Regions from separate parts of the Mus musculus genome. Here region 1 is linked to region 2. The links are chromatin contacts, called in public HiChIP or PLAC-seq maps. All regions are on one chromosome and are shown on one strand. Each heading gives the region's core, a stretch centred on a gene start, on an enhancer-like site or on the middle of the called end of the contact. The rest is flanking DNA. Distances are from core to core; before and after follow the strand shown. Region 1 has its middle 53 kb from the start of Gm30906. Region 2 has its middle 3.7 kb from the start of Gm30820.

What was found. HiChIP or PLAC-seq counts read pairs in DNA pulled down with a chosen protein or histone mark.
Region 1: a contact with region 2 is called in a BATF HiChIP or PLAC-seq map of CD8 T cells, with 5 read pairs. The contact joins two enhancer-like sites. A contact is called at or near these places in 1 of 15 datasets of contacts at CTCF or cohesin (the NIH/3T3 cell line), 5 of 484 Hi-C or Micro-C datasets (ECoMG myeloid progenitors, bone marrow-derived macrophages, cerebral cortex and 2 more) and 2 of 115 datasets of contacts at active chromatin or transcription factors (CD8 T cells and embryonic stem cells).

Annotation. Positions count from the first base shown.
Region 1 is chr10:8,120,559-8,125,350 of GRCm38.p6, reverse strand. No RefSeq gene overlaps it. Among named protein-coding and RNA genes, the nearest start is that of Gm30906, 53 kb to the left of the region's middle. Within about 2 kb of position 3,295, at least 7 of the 459 cell types and tissues checked have an H3K27ac peak or open chromatin away from gene starts, as enhancers often do. A contact at or near this core is called in CD8 T cells, where this site is marked.
Region 2 is chr10:7,973,850-7,978,579 of GRCm38.p6, reverse strand. No RefSeq gene overlaps it. Among named protein-coding and RNA genes, the nearest start is that of Gm30820, 3.7 kb to the left of the region's middle. Within about 2 kb of position 1,924, at least 34 of the 459 cell types and tissues checked have an H3K27ac peak or open chromatin away from gene starts, as enhancers often do. A contact at or near this core is called in CD8 T cells, where this site is marked.

The DNA.
Region 1 (4,792 bases), core at 2,046-4,545, 150 kb before region 2:
AAAAAAAAGAAATAAAGATATTTACAGCAAATCCTCTTTAGAAAGCCAGGTTGGGGGGTGGCGTGGCAGGAGGGAATAAACCCAAAGTTGACTCTGTCCTCCCCTGTATCCTCTAAAGGGAAGGGCCAAAGATGAACACAGACATGCTTCCACACGATAGCAGAAAGAGCACGTTGAGCCGGACAGTGGAGAGAGAATTTTAAAAGTTAGTATCAGAAGTAGGCTTTTCCCACCCCCACCCCAAGCTTTTTGTCTTGGTCCCTGAGAACAAAAGGTGGTTTGAGCGCCTGACTGCATTTTTAAAAGCCTGATGGTCTTTGTGTCTAGAGAGGCTTGGAGTTAGCATTCAGTTCATGAATGCTATAAACTAATAATATCAATTATCAGTGCTGAAATCAAATGTGCAAACTTTTCTGTTTGTTTCTTTGCATTTGGTTAGTACAGTAGTTGTCTAACTGTAGGAAGTATCAGCTTCATGCTCTATGATAATGTTTAAATTAACTCATAAAACACTAAATTCTCTGTTAAATAACAATAAGTTTTCCTTAGACATTTATGCTACAATTATTCTATATATATATATATATAACATCTGAACTTGTTAGATACTTCAAAGCCTGCCAGGTATAGTCAACACAATGACAGAGGTCATCTTCTGGGGTGGACTCAACTAATAAGAATTTAAAACATAGAAGCATCAATTTTTTTAATGCCATGCAACTCAGAGACAGATAAAGTGTATGCAAATGCAGTCTAATAACATCAGCACTTACACCAGTTACACAGCCCTTACAAATATACACCGTATGTAACGATGTGGACATTGCCATCACCATTACTCTTGCTCAGACTGGCCCACTTAGCCACTGATGATCAGCAGAGCATCGCTGGCTGACCACAACCAGGTAGAGTCCATTTAAAGCATTTGCTATCAGACCTTCCACTGTTGTCTGGGTGACATTATATGAGTCTTGGGCCAGCCAGCAGAGTCCTGGGTTAACCCTGGGCTCTGTCTGCTTACCCAATCAAGCACTGAAGTACTTTAATAACATCTTTTTTCTACATACCCACACCCCCATTCCTGCTCCACCCAGATTGCAACACTTTTCTGTCTTTTGGTTCATGAAATTCCACACTGTGTACCAATTCACTGTATCATCTGTTTTATCATTTCTATAATCATTTCTGCACACAAGGCTAATCCAAGCATGGGAAATTAATGATGAAAAACATAGTCAGAAAGGTATTGGGTGCTTGATTGGGAGATGAGAAATAAAAAAAAATCTATTCTTACAACATGAAGTATTGAAAAGAAAAAGAACTTGCAACATCTTGAAGCTACAAGAGAGGGAGTTCCCAATTGTTTCTGACAACTGGTGCTTGTAAATAAAAAGCACTTCCATGCCCTTTGGTGTCAGCCTAAGATGGGTAAAATGTCACTGACTGCTACTGTCCACCAAGGTTAGACTTGACAACCAGCAACACAGTTGCTGTCGACTGTAACAGCAATGGCCTGAGTGTAAGAAGTCTTTATTGCAACCTACCAGCCCAAGTTTAATATTTTCTTTGTGTGGGATCAAATATCCTACGAGGGTACATAAATAAATTTGCATGTGCTGCTGTGGCAACATGAGTTTTAGCCTCACCACCTGTCTTAGTCAGGGTTTCTATTCCTGCACAAACATCATGACCAAGAAGCAGTTGGGGAGGAAAGGGTTTATTCAGCTTACATCTTCCACATTGCTGTTGATCACCAAAGGAAGTCAGGACTGGAACTCAATCAGGTCAGGAAGCAGGAGCTGATGCAGAGGCCATGGAGGGATGTTACTTACTGGCTTGCTTCCACTGGCTTGCTCAGCTTGCTTTCTTATAGAACCAAGACTACCAGCCCAGAGATGGTCCCACCCACAAGGGGCCCTCCCTCCTTGATCACTAATTGAGAAAATGCCCCACAGCTGGATCTTGTGGAGGCATTTACCCAGCTGAAGCTCCTTTCTCGGTGATAACTACAGACCATGCCAAGTTGACACATAAAACCAGCCAGTACACCACCTAACCTGGCACTGGCTGGCTAAAGACCTAACTGTGACATGGGTGTTACAATGTAAAAACCCAAACTCCCTCTAGGGCAGAGCTTCTCAACCTTTCTATGCTGTGACCCTTTAATACAATTCCCTGTGTTGTGATGATCCCCAACCATAAAATTATTTTCGTTGCTACTTCGTAACTGTAACTTTACTACTGTTATGAATTGTAATATAACTATCAGATATGCAGCTGTATGTATGACTGACCCCTGTGAACGGTTTGTTTGACTCCTGAAAGGGTCTCGAGCCACAGGTTGAGAACCACTGCCGTCGGGTAAAGTATTTGGAGAAATGATTCTTTCTAACTTCTTAGGTCTTGTGGGATCTGGCCAAGATGAGGCCTAACTATGGCAGGGCTTGTGGGAATTCTTTTTCAATAGGGAAATGGGGATAAAGGATGGGATGCACGCTGCTCACTGACCACTTACAGTGGAGAAAAGAAGATTAAAGAGAAGCCAGAGTTAAATAACAAGTTCCCATCTATTGCCAAGACAGTAAATAAGGGATAACCAGGATGGACTGTGCGTGAGAGAAAGATAAAAGATTTCCTTATAAAAAATTAATTTCTTTAAGTACTTCAACATACCTTCCCACAAACATCACATGCACATGTCAGGAAGAAAATTTCTTTATCTATCTATCCTATTCTATTCTATTCTATTCTATTTTTGGTTTTTATTTTTAAACAGAGTGCAGGCTGGTCTCAAACTTGACATAGCACCAAAGACAGATCTATACTCCTGATACCCTGATCCCGCCTCCCAAGTCATACCATGCCTGGCTGCAAGGAAATTGATTTGCTGATTCTGTTAGCACATTTTCCCTCTACTTTTTTTTTCTGCAAGCTTTGTGCCCCTAGATTATCAAAACAATGAAGTTGTTTATTTAGTTGCTTAAATTATTCAAGTCACTTTTGTCCTGTGAGAAATATGAGTTTCATTGGGACTTGGAAATTGACTTTGGAATTGTTTGTTTTCCTCAGGTTGCTTGAGGATGTTCATACTGGGAACAGATCAAAACCAGTGGCAACCCCTGCAGGAAGTGGCTAACTTAGAATCTGCACCAATGCTAAAGCCGTTGCAAGTTTATTCACTCGGTCAACAAATCTCTCTGGGAATGCAGAAGCAGCACACGGATTGCAGAGGTCAATCAGTGACACACTTGTCTAACCTTTCGACATTACAACATCACACTGTCAAAGCACACCCAAATGGAGCTGTACAAGCAAGTTACCCACCCCACTTCCTGCCACCAAATCTTATAATGATTCAAGAACATTTATGATTTTATGTTTTGCTGCAATCATAGTTTTCCTTGGCCATACACTAGACACATTTGCAGGATTCTGTCATTAATAAGCTACCCCTTTCTCTTCCTGCCCACCACACTTTTAGTTTCTTCAGGAACAGATAAAGCTGGCAAAACTTTTCTGCTGTTCTTGAACCTACATCCTGAGGGGTGGGGTAAGGGGGAGACACGTGAGTGAGGAGTTGCACTTAGATGTGACAAAACTCTATGGTGAGACTAGAAAGAGGAGCAATATAGAGGCTGGAGTGGTATCCAGAATTGGGAGGGAAGGCAGCATTTAAAGGGGGTAAGGGACACCACATGGATCTCTCCCTTCCTTCCTTCCTCCCTTCCTCCCTCCCTCCCTCCCTCCCTCCCTCCCTCCCTCCCTTCCTTCCTTGCTCTCTTTCTCTCTCTCTCTCTTCTCAGATCTAGGGACCCAACCCAAGATTTTGTGTTTGCTAGGCAAACACTCTTTTCACTGAATTAAACCCTCAACCCTCTCCAGTGTGTCCAGTAAATAACAAGGAATCTGTGGATGGGAGAAAAAAAAAAAGTTATGGGCAGAAGAGTAAGCTAAAATGATGAATAGGTCAGACAGGCCAATTCATGCTAGGCTTGATGCAAGGACCTTGGCTTTCACTCTAAGTGACAAGTGAGGCTGTTCTTCTTCCATTCTGTTGCTGTGATAAAAACATCCTCATCAGAATTCATTGAGAGGAGGAAAGGATTTATTCAGCTTAAAGTTCCCAGTTACAATCTATGATGTGTAGAAGTCACAATGGCTGGAGTTTAAGATAGCGGGTCATACCACATCCACAGTCAAGAGCAGAGAGTAGTGAATGGACCCTTACTGCCTGCTTACTCACTGCTTCTGCTTTCCCCTAGCTTTATTTTGTTCACGGCCCCTCGCCTAGGGAATGGTGCCACCCACAATGGGCTGGGTCTTTACTTCAATTAGTAATCAAGACAGTTTCCCACAGACAAGCCCATGGGCCAACTTGGTTTAAATACTCCTCCCCAATTAAGATTATTTTCCAAGGAAATTCAGCGTTGTAACAAATTGACACTTAAAATTAATCATCACAGAGGCCACTGAGAGATTTTGAACAGAGAAGAGACATGACCAGATTCACATTTTTATAGGATATTTTTTGTTAAAGTAGATCATCATGACAGGAAGCATGGGAGCATCCAGGCAGATATGGTGCTGTAAAAGGAGCTGAGAGGTCTACATCTTGTTTTAAAGGGAACTGGGAGAAGACTGGATCTTCTAGGAGAAGAGTCTCAAAGCCCACCCAAACAGTGACACTCTTCCTTCCACTCCTAGAATAGACCACACGTACTCTAGCAAGACCACACCTACCCTAGCACACCTCCTAATAGTGCTATTCCCTGGGCCAAGCATATTCAAGCCA
Region 2 (4,730 bases), core at 675-3,174:
TTATTACTATTGTTTCCATGGCAGAGACAAGAAAGTATCAAACATGAAATAGCAAACTTAGTTCTCCTGGGGGTGGGGGGGGCTGACAAAAAATACAAAGTTGTGAGTGATGAGCTATAAACCCTGGCATTTCTGTGCAAGCTAGGCATCCAATTTCAAAGTTTCTGACTTTACTCTCTTTAGTTTTTGTGAGTTTTCTGGGGCCAACAAAGTATCTACTGGTTTGAATCAGAGATAGTTATTTGCTCAAGGTCCTGGATACAAAATTGCAACATCACAGTGTCTACAAAGTAGGTTCCTTCTGAGGGCTATAGTGACAATTTTGGAATTTTGGTTTCTTAAGAAAAAACCCACACACAGAGAAGTATAAGAATACGGTTTTGTTTTGATCCCAGGTGTGGGATATCGGGCTGCTTCAGATTCTTCATAGAAGCTGACTATGACTTGCCTCATGCTCCAGCAGGGGCGTGATTTCCAGCTGCAGATGGTTCCAGTAACTGTGTGACATTTGGAATTCTCGGCACTTTCAGAGGGTATATAGATGTTAGGGGCCTTCGAGAGGTCTGGATGGTTGTTGGTCATCCAGGGAGGTTGGTTGTGGTCAGTAGTGGTGCTCAAAGAAGAAACAATAAGAAAGAAAATAGGTTCAGGATCTATCTCTCCTCTCTATCCTTCTTTTTCTCCTATCTAGTGATGGGGGTGAAACCAGGGGGATAAAGGGTGAGAAAAAGAGGAAAGTAGCTAAGACCGGCTATAGAAGGCTGTGAGAGAAGATGTTTCAGCCTCTTTCTGAGGCTTGCAGGTGGCTGCCTCCTCCCTGACTTTGTGTGATCTCCCTTTGGTGTCTGTTTATATTCCAATTTGTTCATTTTTTAAATGTATGTTGCTTTAGCTAGCTGTGCATGCATGCACTATGGCTTATATGTGGAGTCAGAGGACAGTTTTCGAAAGTGAGTTCTCTCTTCACTGTATGGATTCTGAAGATCAAATGCAGGTACTCCATACTATCAGCAAGCACCCTTCCCCAACTGGGGCATCTCCACAGCCCCCTTTAACTTACAAGGGCAGAGGGACAGTGGTCATATCAGATTAGGATTGGTCTTAACAACCTCATGATAACGTTACCTCTTAAAAGACCTATAATAGCTAATTTCAATTTTCTAGTTGAGATCTTAAGTCCACTGGAAGACGGACCTGTGGGAATGGGGGATAATCTTAATTAGGTTAACTAACTTTAGGAAGATGGCCTATTGTGGGTTCAGCCATTCCCTGGGCTGGGATTCAAGATTGTGTATAAAGAGGAAACGTGAGCACAAACATCCATCTCTGCTTCCTAATTGTAGATATGATGCTGAAAACTGCATCAAGCAAGTCACTTTCCTGTCTCAATTTCCCTGTCATGAGGGACCCTTGAGCCAAAAAAAAAAAAAAAAAAAAAAAAAAACCAGACCAAGGTCATCAGACTGTTAAATAATTGACAGAGTCCAGAATTCCACACTTCCTGGATCAACCAGAACTATAACCAAAAAAAAAAAAAAAAAAAAAAAAAAAAAAAAAAATCCTATCTTCTTCTTTTTAATGTTTTATTCGAGGTATGTTAATTATATATAATTATGGGCTTCATTAAAAGTGTATACCATATACAATGCATTCTCATCATCTATTTTCATTTGCCAAATTCCAAACTGTCAAAAAAGTTTTAAGGAGAACCCTTATGAAAGTAGGTTTTCAAAATTCTAAGCCTACAATTGCATCGCTCTACTCCTCAGCCTCTGGTAGCAGTATAGGAAAGGCACATGCAAGATGGTGACAGCAAGGAAGCAAACTAGACAACAACCGGTTATCACAGCCAGCTGTGGTGAGAGCTGACTGGATTCCACCAGAACCACATTAACCCCACTGAAGGCAGCTGGCACAATAACCTCAATAGTACTTCCTCCTAGGCCCCACTTCTCAATGCTTCTGTACCTTGATACTGCCACACAGAGGACCAACCCCCACCCGTGCACACGTGCTCGCTGAGGGACAAGCCCCATGCAAACATACCAATAATTATCGTCACAGTTATTCTGATGGTTTGGAGTCGCGTGGGTCGTTGTGATAAGCTGTAGGTCTTGCGTGCGCCGGACTGGCCAGCAGTAACGACGCTGCAACAGGATCCTTCTGCAACAGGATCCTTCTGCACACGTTTATTAGGAGAGCTTGATTGCAGAGGCGAAGAGACCCCGAGCCCAGAACTGGTGCTGCTTATATAGGCCTAGGAGAGGCGTGTCTCACACCCGGATTGGTTATGCACTAAGCCTCATTTGCATGTTCCTCATCTGATTGGCTACTCTCTCTCTCTGTACCTCACAGAGCCTCATTATCAAACCTCATTTGCATGTCTCACATCTGATTGGTTATACTCTCAAAGCCTCATTATCATGCCCGGGCCAGGCAGTGTCTTTGCAAAAAACTTTACTGCATATGTACACATTGGTTGTTTGTCCAAACTTATGTGTGGTGGCCAGCAGTAGTCAGCGCTACTCTGCAACGGCACATGTGGCTTCCCACATGTGGGAACACATTTTTCTCTGGGGTAAAACATGCAATGTTAAAGGTAGAAAGATGTCATTTTAAATCAAGAATGCAGTACATGCCAGGCATGGTGATGCACACCTTTAATCCCAACACTCAGGAAACAGAGGCAGGTGGCTCTTTGCAAATTTGCAGCCAGCCTGGTCTACATGGTGAGTTCCAGGCTGGAGCTACACAGTGAGATTCTGCCTCAACGAAACAAAAAGGCAGCATCAGCAGAAGAATTTACTATTTACTACCCTCGCGTGATCTCAAATCAGTTACCTGGTCTCTTTGATTTATTTATGAATTAGGAAGCAAGAGTTTCCTGTTTTTCTCTAAGAAATAATTAAAATATTGAAGATGTTTTAGGTCACATAGAAATGTTCATTTTTCTTATTTTAGGAGCAAATAACATAAACTCATTTTCTCCCGATAAAATTTCTTAAATTGTAAAATAATCCCAGCTATAGGGGTTAATTCCATAACTGTCTAAGTGCATTCCACCCGCCCCTGCTGTTTTTTACTTTATTATCAATCAACACTTCCCGCTGGGGATTGGATTAAATCTTCTCTCTCATGCCAAATGAGGACGGGGCTTATGTTTGTTCTTTAACTGTACAATTGTTAACATTTTTCCATATCTCATATTTAACAGAAAATGAAAGGCATTGGGGTGGAGGTGGGGAAACTATGTCAAGAATCTGACTTCAGTGAAAATATTTCATCTGAGTGTCTAGCCCTGGATTGAAATATCTGATGCTGGTCAAAAGGCTCTAACAATTATCTTAGTGTATATTGGTGAGCTCCAGCTTACCAGCTCACAGAGGAAAGCTAAGCCCTAAGAGTGTGTAGGACTCAAGATAATTCTGTTCTTTCCTGCTCTCTGTACTGGATAAAAACGAAGGCTCTGAATGAAGACAGAGTGTTTTTCTTATTATTCTTGGAGACGTTTTGAATCTAGGCACAAATAAATAGAAACCTGGATCTTGCTAAGAGCACAGTTAACTATGGATAGACCTTCTATTTCTAGTGAGCCCAAATAAGAGTCCATCATAAAATGCCTATTTATTATTGAATTTTAAGCTCATACAAGGTATATGTGATTCCGGGGACTAAAATGTCCTATTTCCCTGGCATAAAAGAAAGAACACACAGATAAGACAAGCTCGTGCAATTTCTGATATGAGATGGTATCACTAGAGTCAGTCCTGACTGTATACTTCAGTCTGCCAATAACCCTGACCTTGAGCAAAACACTTCACTCTCTATGCAGGTAAAATAAGAGAACTTAATGAAAAAGCGCCTAAATTCTCCCCTAGCTGTGAAATCAAATGGTTCTGTGAGTTGTTTTAAAATTCAACATAACCCTATAAGAAGTTCACTGGGATCACTCTCTTTCCTTCAGTCTTTTCCGACCAAATGTTTGTCCTTGAGACTGGCTTGAGTTTGACACAGCAGAGTTTTGTTTTGTAGTTTGTTGTTTGTTGTTTGCTTGAGTTTGTTTTCCAGGCTTGGCTCTGGAACCATCTTTTGCCTGCCACCACCACCACTCTCTGGTATGGTTAAAAATCAGATCCAATGTTAGTGTGTGGGAATAGTCGCAGAAGAGGCAATGGCAGGAACGAATGAGCTTGGAGAGAGCAGAGCAAGACATACTCCAAATCCTTAGCTTCAGGGACCAAGTCATAGAAGTAAACTCTGTGAGCATCCACTTCTATGTTTGCTAGGCCCAGGCATACTCTGACAAGAGACAGCTATATCAGGGTCATGCATCAAAAGATGGCCTAGTCGGCCATCACTGGAAAGAGAGGCCCATTGGACACGCAAACTTTATATGCCCCAGTACAGGGGAACGCCAGGGCCATAAAAGGGGAGTGGGTGGGTAGGGGAGAGGGGGTGGGTGGCTATGGGGGACTTTTGGTATAGCATTGCAAATGTAAATGAGCGAAATACCTAATAAAAAATGGAAAAAAAAAAAGAAATGAACCCCCCCAAAAAAAAAAAAAAAAAAAAAAAAAAAAGAAGTAAACTCTGCATCCTGCTGCATGGGCAGGGAGGATCCTGATTCACTTGCCCTAGTGTGTTGGATAACTTGTCAAAAGCAAACAAACAAACAAACCTACACGTAAATAGAAATTGCTGTGCAGGTGCTACAACAGTCTAGGGTTGCA